Regions from separate parts of the Arachis hypogaea genome. Here region 2 is linked to region 1. Evidence: chromatin contacts called from public Hi-C data. All regions are on one chromosome and are shown on one strand. The core of a region is the stretch at or near the end of the contact, and the rest is flanking DNA. Distances in the headings are between cores, read along the strand shown. Region 1 holds the start of LOC112759172. Region 2 has its middle 10 kb from the start of LOC112758528.

Region 1 (6,907 bases), core at 2,996-5,495:
GGATAGAAGCCCAGCTGTTCGGATGAAGCTGCGACGGCGACACGGATATCCGATTAAGAAGCGACATCTAGAAGTCGGAAAACGGTATGCGAACGCCCACTTGGGTGAACATGGCTTTGTAAAACCATATCCAGTCGGGAACCCGGGGGGAATGAAAATTAATCTCATACAGCCGCTCATTGGGGGCAGGAACGAAGACCTCGTAATTGGCCTCCTTGTCTGTCCCCCGGCACAGATACTCGGCTTGACGAAATTCCGTCAACTCCTTCAGGTCCATCTGATTCGACGAGTCCTTCACATCGGAGGTCACCCAGGCATAAGGGTCGTAGCTCGCGGCGGAAGGGGAAGCCCGGGAAACGACGCGAGGCATATCTACAGTGAGGGTACCACTCCGTTAGTCTATGAGGTCGGGTGCCCAGGAAAAACCCATAAACTATGTCCATCCTATTCAACAGTTAAGATCAAGCATGGCTAAAGTTATCTATCATGCAAGCTACCTAAAAGCCTAACCTGGAATGGTACCCCTCCCCTAACACATCTACTTGGCACTAAAAAGTCATCTACCAACAAAAATCAAACAAGACAGCAAGAACACAAAGCAGATACAAGCAACAAATGTACAACAATGAAGCAGAAAAGAGAGAGGATCAAAGATTACCTGAATCGGTTGCGAAAACTGAGAAGGAAGAAGGAAAGATGCACGGAGATGCTAGGACGAAGCTCTGGGATACTCTGGGATTTTTTGGATGAAGAAGAATGAGATAGTAGGAGCAAGAGTGTAAAGGGAAAAGATCAAAGCAAAACTGTTTAAAACTGCCACCCAGGAAGCACGAAAGACCTGGGGGCAAAATAGTCTTTGCATACGGGGTTTTCCAACCCATTATGCTACGCGAAGAACGAGGCGACAAACGGTCGTTCCAACAACGAACAGACACGCGCACAAGAGGCATGTCCACCTCACGGACGGCCGGCCTGATGACGCCACACGAGAAAGGAGATGACGCGCCACCAACTTTCCTCACGGTCGTTGCTGGCGCGTCGGGGGCACTGTTACGGCCTGGCCCAAGCAGTTTACGTGCCGGCCCGACCCGAGCAGCACCCGACCCAAACGGTCGGGGGTGAGATGCTCAGATATCGACCTGGATACGCGTCCCTGACAGCTTCGCCACAGCTGTACAAGGGAGGCCTCGAAGAAGGTGGGCCTGTCCCTACAGGGCCCATCTCTGACACGGTATATATGGGGAAGGACCTGCCCTTCCCCCAAGGTACGTCACATACCACTCACTCTCTACTCGCCTGCACACTTGACTGACTAGGGCGTCGGAGTGTCTTTGCAGGTGACACCCCCCTTTCACATTTGAAGTGCTCGGGACCTCGCCTACCCCCAACCCGGAGACGTACGACCAAACGACTTTCCCTCCATTGATTAGGATACTTGTCCGATCCGTCTGGTACCCGACCTACCAAACAGGAATCAAGATTTAAACAGAAAAAAATAAAAAAATAGTTAGTTTAAATAAACGACAAATTCAAAAAAACATATTGATCATCTAACATTTTTAATAAAATTGAAATGTTGTACATTTTTTAAAAACACTAGCTATCTAAATCTTTGAAATTCTTGCTCACAATAATGTATTCTAATTAAGAAAAGTATTAAGTCATTAAAATTTATTATTTTTTACTATTATTTAGCTATTAATTTATTTTTTTAAGTCTAATTCTTTCAATTTAATCATCTAACAATTTACGTAATTTGTACTTTTAAATATTAATATCTAATTAATTACCAAAAGTAATAAATTTTAATGTTCATCTAACAATCTATTTCTAATTAATTTAAGCAACATTCTTCAATTATATCATTTTGAGGCACTCGGAGTCCTTCATATATACAACAGTTTTTCGATGAACGAACCTGAGCAAATTGATGTATCCAAATTCCAAAATTTTTGCGGTATTTCCAAATTACAAACTTTTGGGGGTCAATATATTTAATCGGTACCCGTATTAAATTATATTTAATAAATAAATTTTATTAATTTATATGTATAAATTAAGATAAATATAAATATAAATTATATATTATATATATATAATGAATATCTATAAATATAGATATAAATTTTTATTGATTAAATGTTAATTTAAAATAATAATATTTGCGGTCATATAATATATTATTTTTAAATTAAAATATTTATTGTTACATGCCTGACTCGTGTATGCCACAGGTTTGATGTTTGAAATAGTAGTATAATACTACTAGGAAAAATCTTCAGAGATTATTAATAAAGCGTTAGAATAATATTTTAATTCCTTTAAATTTGTAAGATTATTATTTGTAAATTTTATTAATAATTAAAATATTACTTTATTATTTTATCATTTTATTGTTTTAGGAAAGCTTGATCCGTATTAATAAAATTTCAACATGCTAAGCAAGTAGTTGGTGCGGCTATTGGCTAATAAACAAAAAGAAAATTGACTAGTAACAATTTCATTTCTATTCATTTTTATTTTTTTCCCAGTTCCAATAATAATTAACTAAAGAAAAAAAAAGTTACTCCCGCTCGGTACAATGTACATTGGCAAATGAATTAATTTGGTTGTGATTTCGTTTCCGATACACATTAATGGAGCAATTCATGGTTAATGGTGGTTGCGGAAAGAAAGAGAATGCGTCTAAAATTGTACGGCAATCTAGTCCACAGTCACTTTTTATAAATTATTCGATTTTAGTAAATAAAAATTAAAATCTGTAATAGAAAAAAGAATATTAGTAAATTTTAATAAATATAGAATATATTAATTCATAAATAAATATATTTTAATATATAATATTTTAAATAATAAATATAACATTTTATTTTTGAATAAATAAAAAACATATAAATTCACAAAAAATATAAATGAGTTTTTGTTTATTAAGATTAATTATGATGTAGTAAAATTTTTATAATATAAAAAATTCATATTAAAATGATATTCTAAATTATAACATAAAAATATAAAATAATTAAATTTATTTTATATTATTTAACAAATAATTAGATTGTTCTATTAAAAATTTATTAACTAATTACTTTTGTTAAAAATAATATTACATAATATAATTTTTTATCAAAATACTTATAAAATTGTAATTTATTTAAAATATTATATATACAATACATAGAAATGTTAAGCTTTTTAATTTTTCAATTTTTTAGAAAAACTGTTTTAAATTCCTTTATATCAAGCATAACTGCATAAGTAGTCTTTATCAAACCAAGTTGGGTTGGTCTAGTGGTTAGCTCACTAGTCCGCTTAAGCAAGTGTCGGGGGTTCGAATCCCGCCTTGTGCATGCAGCAACCCATTGGCCAGCGGCAAACCCTTAAATGGAGCTCAGTACCGCGACGGATTAGTCCTTGACCTGCCGGGTTGGGGGATACCGTGGGAAACCAAAAAAAAAAAAAAGTAGTCTTTATCAATATCTATAATACGAAAAATAAAATGTTCTCTTGATCCCAACGTTCCTTATTACCCAAACCCAATTTCTGTAGCTGAGCTAAACCTGAAAAATAACTCTCGTAATAATCGTTAAATAAAATAATTCAAAACAGTTTTTCTAAAAAAAAAATTTAAAAAGCTCAACATTTTCATATATTACATATAATATTTTAAATAAAATACATTTTTTACAAATATTTTAATAAAAAATTATATTATATAATATTATTTTTTTTAAAAAATAGTTAGTTAATAATTTTTTAATAAAATAATCTAATTATTTGTAGAATAATACAAAATAAAATTTAATTATTTATATTTTTATATTACAGTATAAAATATCATTCTAACATGAATTTTTAATATCAAAAAAATATTATTGCATAATAACTAATTTGAATGAATGTCAATGAGCAATAGTTCAAATGGCATAATCTCCCCATACTCAATTAAGAGGTTGCGGGTTTGAGTCTCATATCTTTGGTAAAAAAAAAAAAAAATTAATTTTAATGAATAAAAAATAAATCATATTTTGTGTATTTATATATATTTTATAATTATTTACCTAAAAATAAAATATTATATTTGACATTTAAAGAATTATTTATGTATTAATATATTTTGTATTTATTAAAATCCCTCTACTCTTTTATGACAACTTTTGATTTTTATTTATTAAAATCTAATAGTTTATAGAAAATAGCATATCCAATGATAATTAAGTTTTTGTGCTCATTTCAGAGGCACCGCAATAAAAAGCCATAGTGAAACGACGTAGTTAGGATCCAACCAGATATAAATTAGAAGAATTTGCGGGGTTTTATTGTTGTACTAGTGTGATTTCCAATAGACTTGGGCTCTCTGAAGAGCCAATCTTAAGTTTTGTGCTTTTCTTATTCATCTCAACACTCACCCTGAAGCTTAACAAAGGCAGCAATGGCCAAAACTTATACCTTTGAGGAAGTCGGTACGCACAATCACAAAGAAGATTGCTGGATTATTATCCATGGCAAGGTTTGTTTTTTACTCTCATTTAGTTTTCTATGGATATCAAATAATCGGCATAAATCCAATCCATTGCAGCAGTAACAACACTTCATTAGATGGAAATTTTCTTAATTATATTGATTTCTACAGAGGCAAAATCATTGGATGCATGCACGTATACTTAATTAGTTATACCATAAATAATTCAATGAACATGCATGCCTTTGCAGGTGTATGATGTGACCTCATTTTTGTATGATCATCCAGGAGGTGGTGATGTTTTCCTGGTGGCCCCCGATGGTACTTAATTAATTAATATCCTTAAACTGTTTGATGCTTCAACTCGGAGTAGAAAACTAGAAATTATATTGTTTCTTGTCTGTTTTACATTACAGAGAAGGATGCATCCGTTGGATTTGACGAAGTTGGGCACAGTGAATCTGCCATAGAAATGTTGGAAACATACTATGTTGGAGAGCTTGATACTGACACCATTACTTCTACCACTGTTTCCGGCGGAGAAAATCATGCTCTGCCGCCACACGCACCCGCCGCCGCCACCAACGCCAATCATAGCTTTGCTGTGAAGATCCTTGTGGCATTGCTCATGCTGGCGTTGGCTTTTGTTGTTCAATACTACTATGGCAAAGGAAACAACCCTCCCAATGGTGAAAACTGAAGAAGTTGAGCTACCTATGTAGTTTTATTCTTTTCAATAACGAATATCATTGCAATTTCATGATGCTGATAGACTGCTGGAGCCATTCTTCTTTGTTTCTATGTTATGCTATGCCTTCTTGCTTAGCCTTGCTAGTTCATTTAGATAAAGTTAACGATGTCTCGAGTTTTCATTGAATATTTGATATTTTCTTCTTTTTGGGATTGTGTGGCACTGTGGTCCAAACTGCACACTGTCAGAGACTCAGGTATCAGAAAATCTGCAGATTATGACAGGGCCTTGTTGTCTTGGGCCATGCAAAAATAGGAGGAGGTTCGCAGCTACGAATATGGTCAATTTTGTCGGCACCATCTTTCTGTTGGTCAGTCGTGAGGCTTATTTTATTGGGCTTAGACCAAATCAGAAATTGGGTCAGCTTTTTGACTTCCTCTGCCTTGGTTTTTGCAAGCATTTACAATGACAAAAGGGTTAATCTGACCGGAGAAAAAACCCAAAAAGAGAGCAACTTTGTTTATCTGAATAAAAATAGGGTGTTCCACCAATAAAAAGAAGAAACAAAGGATGGTAAAAAAAATTTGGAAATATTATGAAAAATAAGGATTAGAATTTAAAAAATAGAAAAGAAGAAAGTTTACTTCTATTAATGAATGTGTGATCAGGGAATAAAAAGAAAATTATTTATAGTCAAATGTCTGGTTTTTAAATGACTACTATCCAATCAAATAATACTGAAATAGACATACATTCATAACAATACATTTATATCAAGAAACACATTTTATGTATCATGTATTATGTATATTGAAATTCTAAATTCTAAAGCATATTGAAGAAATTAACATTTGTTTATCATATCCGGAACCTCCACGCACACAGATATGATGATAATTTTAATGAGAAATTTAGATGCAGGAGATTTGACATTCACTTGTTGTTTCTTTTTTTCTTTTATTTTTGAATAAACTATTAAAATATGACTAAAAAATTTATAGTACAGACAAAAATAATCTAAAAAAATACGAACAATAAATAAGTTTTTGAATGATTTGAAAGTATATTAAAAAACTAATAAATATTTTTTTATAAGTACAAACGATTTATTCATTTTATTCGAATTTTTGTGGCGACATTTGAATAATTTTTTAAAAGATACATACACAAAACTAAAGAAAAATTTAATCTTTATTTTTTTAATTTTTTAAAAATTTAGTCATTCACAATAATTTTTTTAGTTCAATTAACATAAAATTATTAAATTTTAAGGATAAAATTATTTTCTTTTTTAATAATGTTTGTAAAAAATTACATCAAAATTTAATTTTTAAAATGTATTTTTAAAATATATATTTAATATATAGCTATTTTTGTCGCGTTTTTAAATATTTTAGAAGTTTATTTGTTATTTGCACTTTTTTGAATTATTTTTGTCGTTTGTATTTTTTGGACTTATTTTTATCTACGATACAAACTTTTGAGTGCTATTTTAGTAGTTTATTTTTAATTTTTTATAAATAAAAGAAAAAACATTTTTGCCTATACGGTAAAAAAATTGATAACTACCAACATCAGATTAATCATAAACTTTGTTTAACAAATACGGTTATAAAAAATTATAAATTTATCTTACCAATTATCACTCCTAAATTTAAAAGGCAACAATAACCGCCGTTTTCTTTGCCACTCAAATCGTGAACTTTAAGAATTGCTCAGACAATATTTCTACTATCATCTACTTTTTAAATTGTATT
Region 2 (6,907 bases), core at 3,201-5,700, 120 kb after region 1:
TAACATCTAATTATCCATTGTTAGTTATTTATGACTTTACCCTTACTTATTTTTCTTTTTGGGCTCTGTTTATAATATTTTTGGATTTGTCCATTACACGTACATACATGGTATTGAATCTCATGTGAATTTTTTAGGGAATGGATCTTCTCAATTTTTTTTATAACAATTGAGAGAATAAAGTGTGATCTTCCACTATTAATTTTATAAGTGGGATTAAGAATAAATATGAGAGAGAAAACAATGAAAGATTAGAGATCATATTTTATTTTCTCAATTTTTTTTAACAATTCAGAGAATTTATTCCCAATTTTCTATAACTTTTAAATACAATTAAACACATTGAAGAATTACCTATTTAATAAATATAAATACAATGAATCAAAATTTTTGGTATTTAAGATTTTTCCGAATTAGAGATTTTATTATTTAGGGCCTTGTTAAGAGCATCTGAATGTTAACAGCCTGTTTGAAAACTCTTAATATTATAGAATTGAATTAAACTCTATTAATTTAATTTTAGTCAAAATTAAATTAAATTTTAGTATTTAAAATGAATTAGTAAAATTATAAATTGAATTCAATTCCAGTATTTAAAATATTTATCAAATGAATTAAAATTTGTAGTGGATAATTATATTCTTTATTAATATAGTATTATATTTAAATAATAAATAATAAATAATACTAAATAAAAAACTAAAAAACTATGTATATAATAATAATAATAATAATAATTTTTATTTGAATTATATTATTTTGTTAATTTTGTTTTCTGTAGAATAGAAAGATAGAAAAAATAGAGAATGAAAGAAAAGAGAGAGAAAGATAAAGATAAAGAATGAGAGTGAGAGTGAGAATTTGTTAATTTTGGAAGAAAATTTTTTATTTTAATTGTAAAAAAATATCGGATGACATATTTTAATTTGTCAAATTACTAATATAAAATATAAATTATATATAGAGTAAAAATAGTAGAGAGAAATAGAAAATTGGAGAGAGATAGATGAGAGAATTTAGGAAGGGAGTTTATTAATCTTGAAAAAAAATATTTTTTCTCAATTTTAATAAGAGAGTGTCATGTGACACATTTGATTATTAAATTAGATAGTAATATATGAAACATAATATATGTATATTTTAATTTTAATATTTCAATTTTAATGCAATTAAAGAATGTCATGTTGAACATTTTGATTGTCAAATTAGTAATTAGTCATTGATATTGATAATAATATATAAAATAGATAGAGTAGTTAAAGAAATGAGAGAAATCGAAAAAGGAAGAGGGAGGAGGGGAGAATTCTTTAATTTTGGAAGGAAAGATTTGATTTCAATTGCAATGAGGGAGTGACATGTGGCACATTTTGGTTGTAAAATTAGTAAGGAAGAGGAAAAAATTCTTTAATTTTGGATTAAAATATTTAATTTTAATTACAATGAGAGAGTGATATGTGGCACATTTTGGTTGTAAAATTAGTAAGGAGAAGAGGAGAATTCTTTAATTTTGGAGAGAAACATTTGATTCTAATTGCAATAAGAAAGTAACATGTAGGGGTGTAAGTTACCGAACCGGACCGAAAATTACAACAACCGATTTGAAAACCGAAAAAATCGATTTTTTTTTGTTTTTTTCTGATAAAACCGATCAGTTCGGTTCGGTTTTCGGTTGGCTCGATAGAAACCGAACCGAACCGAAGATATGCATACATTTCAATGTTTTAACCATTTTAACCTTAACCCCTAACTATTTCAATGTTTTACTCTTATTATTTCAGTTTATTGACTATTTTAAACTTCTAATTATTGTGATTCATATTCTTCTCATTAGAAATTAAAAACCGAAAAAACCGACCGAACCAAACTACTGTTGGTTCGGTTTGGTTGTTGTAAAAGCAACAAATCGAATGGTTGTGTGTCTGTAAGAATCGAACATATCAATTTGGTTGGTTTTTGGTCCAAAACCGAACCAAACTGAACCGATAATACTCCTAGTAACATGTGACATATTTTTATTGTAAAATTAGAGATATATAATAGATATAATAGATTAAATGAGTTAAAGAAAAGAGAAGAGAAGGGATTGAAAGTGGTGCGAGATACAAAGAATGTGTGTTGAAAAGTAGGAGGTATTGAAAAAAAAATTGAACGAAAAAAATTAAACAGAATTAATTGAATTATAAAAATATTTTAGATATTTTAAATTTTAAATAAATTTTAAATTAGACATATTTGAGTTAAAATTAATTTTAAAAAAATATAAAATTAAATTAAATTTTATTAAAATTAATTTAATTATTTTCATTTTAAATACTGAAATTAAATTCAATTCTAACGGAAATTAAATTTTCACGGATTTCCAAACATCCTGTAGAGAACCAGCAAACACAAACTGTTTAAATTTTGTACGTTTGTATTATCCTTGAGAGAAAGTTTGGGAACGAACATTAACATTACAACTAACAGATAAAATAATAAAAAAAAAAGCATATATTCAAACTCATACAAATAAGAACATTCAAAATTCTATTAGAAAATTTGAACTTAATAAAATTTATTTAGTAAATTTTATACTAAAATCGTTTAGGAACCTGTTATAATGTTAATCGAAATCTTTTATATCTATTATATATTCTATTATCTCTAATTTTATAATTAAAATATGTTATATGTCATCTTTTCGTTGTAATTAGAATCAAATTTTTCTTCTAAAATTAAAAAATTTTTCTCTTCTCCTTACTAATTTTACAACCAAAATGTACTACATATTATTCTTTTATTATAATTAAAATTAAATCTTTCTCTCTAAAATTAAAGAATTTTTTCCTCTTCCTTACTAATTTTACAACCAAAATATGTCACATGTCACTCCCTCATTACAATTAAAATTAAATCATTCCCTCCAAAATTAAAGAATTCTCTCCTCCTCCCTCTTTCTTTCTCTATTTCTCTCATTCCTTCAACCACTCTATCTATTTTATATATCATTATCAATATCAATGACTAATTACTAATTTGACAATCAAAATGTTCAACATGACATTTTTTAATTGCATTAAAATTAAAATTGAAATATTGAAATTGAAATATACCTATAACATGTATCATATATTACTATCTAATTTAATAATCAAATGTGTCACATGATACTCTCTTATTAAAATTGAGAGAAAATATTTTTTTTCAAGATTAATAAACTCCCTAAATTCTTTCATCTATCTCTCTCTAATTTTCTATTTCTCTCTACTATTTTTTCTCTATATATAATTTATATTTTATATTAGTAATTTGACAAATTAAAATATATCATCTGATATTTTTTTACAATTAAAATAAATTTTTTCTTCCAAAATTAACAAATTCTCACTCTCACTCTCATTCTTCATCTTTATCTTTCTCTCTCTTTTCTTTCATTCTCTATTTTTCTATCTTTTTGTTCTACAGAAAACAAAATTAACAAAATAATATAATTCAAATAAAAATTATTATTATTATTATTATATACATAGTTTTTTAGTTTTTTATTTAGTTTTAAATTTTCACCACTTATCTTTTTAATCTATATTTTTTTCTTATTTTAAATATTTATTACATATAATTTGGAGAGAATACTAATGTTATAATTAAAAATTAGAATCAAGATTCAATTATTTTAAAAAAAATAATTTTGAGTTAATTTTATAATTATTAGTATAATTTTATTATACTAATATCTAATTATATTTTTATATACATAGAGAAAAAAAATATTATTTTTAAATAGCAAGTATAAAAATTAATTATTTCTATTTGTGTAATAGATTTAACACTTAATTAAATGTAAAAGTATACACATTAAATTGTTTTAAATTTTAGATAACGAATGTTAAAATTAATTATTACTAAAAAATTAGACTTTTTCATATAAAAATAATAACTAAAAATCTTATTATTTGATTTTTTATCTACAAATACCTTGGTCTTCTTAGCCAGTAACTTTTGTTAACCTACAATTTTTTTTGTAAAGTAGTTTAATTTTATAAATTTTTTATGCCATGCATAATCTATGCTGCCAGAACAAAATGGATCGTAATTTTAAAAATTTTATATTTCCGTAATATTATTATGGGTAAAAATACTAATTGGTTACTAAAATATTAGTTTTCTAACATTATTTTATTATTAATTAGGTCATTATTAAGAAAGTGCCTTGGCTAATTAATTACTTATATATTTTTTATGATCAACTTTTTATAAAATGGTTTTCTCATGATCATCCAATTAATATTCTAATATTAGTTTTGAAGTTGGATTAATTATATAATGAAAGTGCAGAAGAATTATAGTATTTGAATTGGAAATTATTGGAAATTATAGGAATGGTGGGGCTAACTAGCATATATATGGATGAGGATTATTAATTATGACAAGTGTGACCCATTGCATCAGATTCTAGAGGGACTCGTGTGAGATTACGCACACAATGCCAGATGTAATCATCACGAGTTCCACATCAAGATCGACGGTGTAGAATGGATGTATCTCTCCAAGAAGCTGTGTCTTATAGTAGTATTTATGGTGCAATAACACAGTGCTTCATGAGAGCAAACAGTGCTATATATGTTCCCTTGTTTTCATACTGATGAGTGAGTGAACGAACAGAGAAGATAGATGGGGAAGAAGAGACAAGAGAAAGAGAGGTCGGTGCCGAAGGGGTGTCTGGCGATAAAGGTGGGTCAGGAGGGAGAGAAGCAAGAGAGGTTTGTGGTGCCACTCATTTACTTCAACCACCCTCTTTTCATGCAGCTTCTCAAGCACGCCGAGGATGAGTACGGTTTTCACCACAGGGGCGGCACCATCACCATCCCCTGCCATGTCCAACACTTCAGGCATGTTCAAGGCATCATTCATAGGGACTCTCTCTCCAACCACCGCAACTCTCCTCGCTGCTTTGGCTTCTCATGATCCACCACCTACTCATACCATCATCGATCGATCATAATGTAATTTAGCAATTAGCTAGGTTTAACTTTTCTTTACTACTTTCTTAGTTTCAGTTGAGTTAGGAACCGTCAACAGTAAAAAGGGTAAGAAAAAGGGGCCCTTAGAAAATAACTTCTGGCTGTTTTTTTTTTTTTTTCTAGTATCATCTGTAGAAAAAATATATATGCTTCTCTTCTTTTCCTTATTTTGGTGAAGAATTTGTGGGCATTTAATGGCATTGGAATAACAATAGGCGGGTTCACTCCTTTTTGCTGGGAAAGAAGGGAAAAATGGACGGTAAGTACGGACAAAAAAACAGTGTCGTTATTTTCATGTGAGTCACTGATATTAATGGGTCTTATTCAGTTCTGTAAGGTTTGTCATCAAATGAGAACATCGCAACAAACTGCATACTGCGTAGTGCATGCATAAGTCTCCTCCCATATCTAGCTCTGTCTCTGTAACTCAAGTTTCTAATGGCAATTAACCATAGGGATTCGGATCTCTCTCTCTCTCTCTCGATGACTTTTTTTTTTTTTTTTAAACAATATTCATGCCGTACCAAAGCTGCAGATAATAGAATGGCCTTCCCCCGGTTCCCATCATCAAGCGCGACGAACTAGAGTATAGTAACACGTCAATAAATATGTTTGAAATGTACGTGTCCCTAACTAAACTGTATAATTTATTCGAAATTATGTAAAAAAGAAAAGACCAGCCATAAGTTACCCTCCACGAGTTTTTGCGGTAACTGAGGAAGTAGTTCGTGGGTACAATATACAATCATATATTCTTCTTCTCCTCATATTTGTGTCCTTGGAAGATTATATTTATTTATTTATTCAACTGGGCTGCACAGAACACTAAAAACAGAAATATAGAAATACAAAATTATATTTAACAGATAAGATATACACATAGATATATTTTTCTTTTTAAATTTATCGTATAAAAAAATTAAAATAAATTAAATTTTTATAATTTATTTTTTTATATTTAATTTTTTTTTAAAGTTAGGAATGAGATTTGAACTCATCACCTCTAAGTGAATATAGAGAGACTATGTCATTTGAATTATAGTTAGTTGGCATTTTTTAAGAGAGCTACTCACATAAAGACGCTGAAAATGTCTTTTTATAAAGATATTTTTTAATAATTAAAAATTAACACATATAATCGATTAAATCATATTATTTTTGTCAAGATTAGACTAGACAAATTGATTTGACCGAAAAATAGTGAATCAAATCTTGAACTGGTCTAAATTAATATTATTTTTTTATAGAAAATGACTACAATATCCTATTATAGAAAATAACTAAAATACTTCTATTATATATATATATATATATATATATATATATATATATTAATTTTGAAAATCCTAAATTTTAGTCCTTTATTTTTCTAAATTTCTATCATAGGGTTAGGATTTAGAATTTTTAAAATTAATATATAAAGGTATTGTAGTCATTTTTTATAAAAAAAAATAATATTAATTTAGACCAGTTCAAGATTTGATTCACCATTTTTTCGGTTAAATCAATTTATCTAGCTTAATTTTGACAAAAATAATATGATTTAATCGATTATATATGTTAAATTTTAATTACTGAAAAACATCTTTAAAAAAAGATGTTTTAGGCATCTTTATTTGAGTGGCTCCTTTTTTTAATACTTAATTTATCATCAAACTAGATATAAAAATAATTTTTTGTCTCTTTTTTAAGTTTTATTCTTAGTGTTGTGTCGTAACCTGTTGTTGTAACCAAATAAATGTAGCGCCAGTTCCAAGCGCGTAGTCCTAAGAAAGAGACGTATATACATCTCTTCTTCGATATCTGGTTTGTTTAAGTAATTTACTTTGTTGACTTAAGTTTCAATTTTTTTTCTTTTACAAAATAATTTTGTGAACACTTCACTGATAAACGTTGGGCCCATTATT

Evidence for each region. A called contact is a pair of places that touch in the nucleus more often than the background predicts.
Region 2: a Hi-C map of leaf shows a contact between it and region 1, with 4 times the contacts expected there. The contact joins the enhancer-like site here to the promoter of LOC112759172 in region 1. A contact is called at or near these places in 2 of 8 Hi-C or Micro-C datasets (leaf and an unstated tissue).

What each region holds. Positions count from the first base shown.
Region 1 is chr16:23,672,698-23,679,604 of arahy.Tifrunner.gnm2.J5K5, forward strand. It overlaps LOC112759172, which reads left to right and starts at 4,246. Exons shown (of 3, transcript XM_025807990.3): 1 at 4,246-4,507; 2 at 4,711-4,780; 3 at 4,876-5,362. The coding sequence starts at 4,430. The coding sequence ends at 5,159.
Region 2 is chr16:23,790,296-23,797,202 of arahy.Tifrunner.gnm2.J5K5, forward strand. No RefSeq gene overlaps it. Among protein-coding and RNA genes, the nearest start is that of LOC112758528, 10 kb to the right of the region's middle. Within about 2 kb of position 4,451, at least 2 of the 3 cell types and tissues checked have open chromatin away from gene starts, as enhancers often do.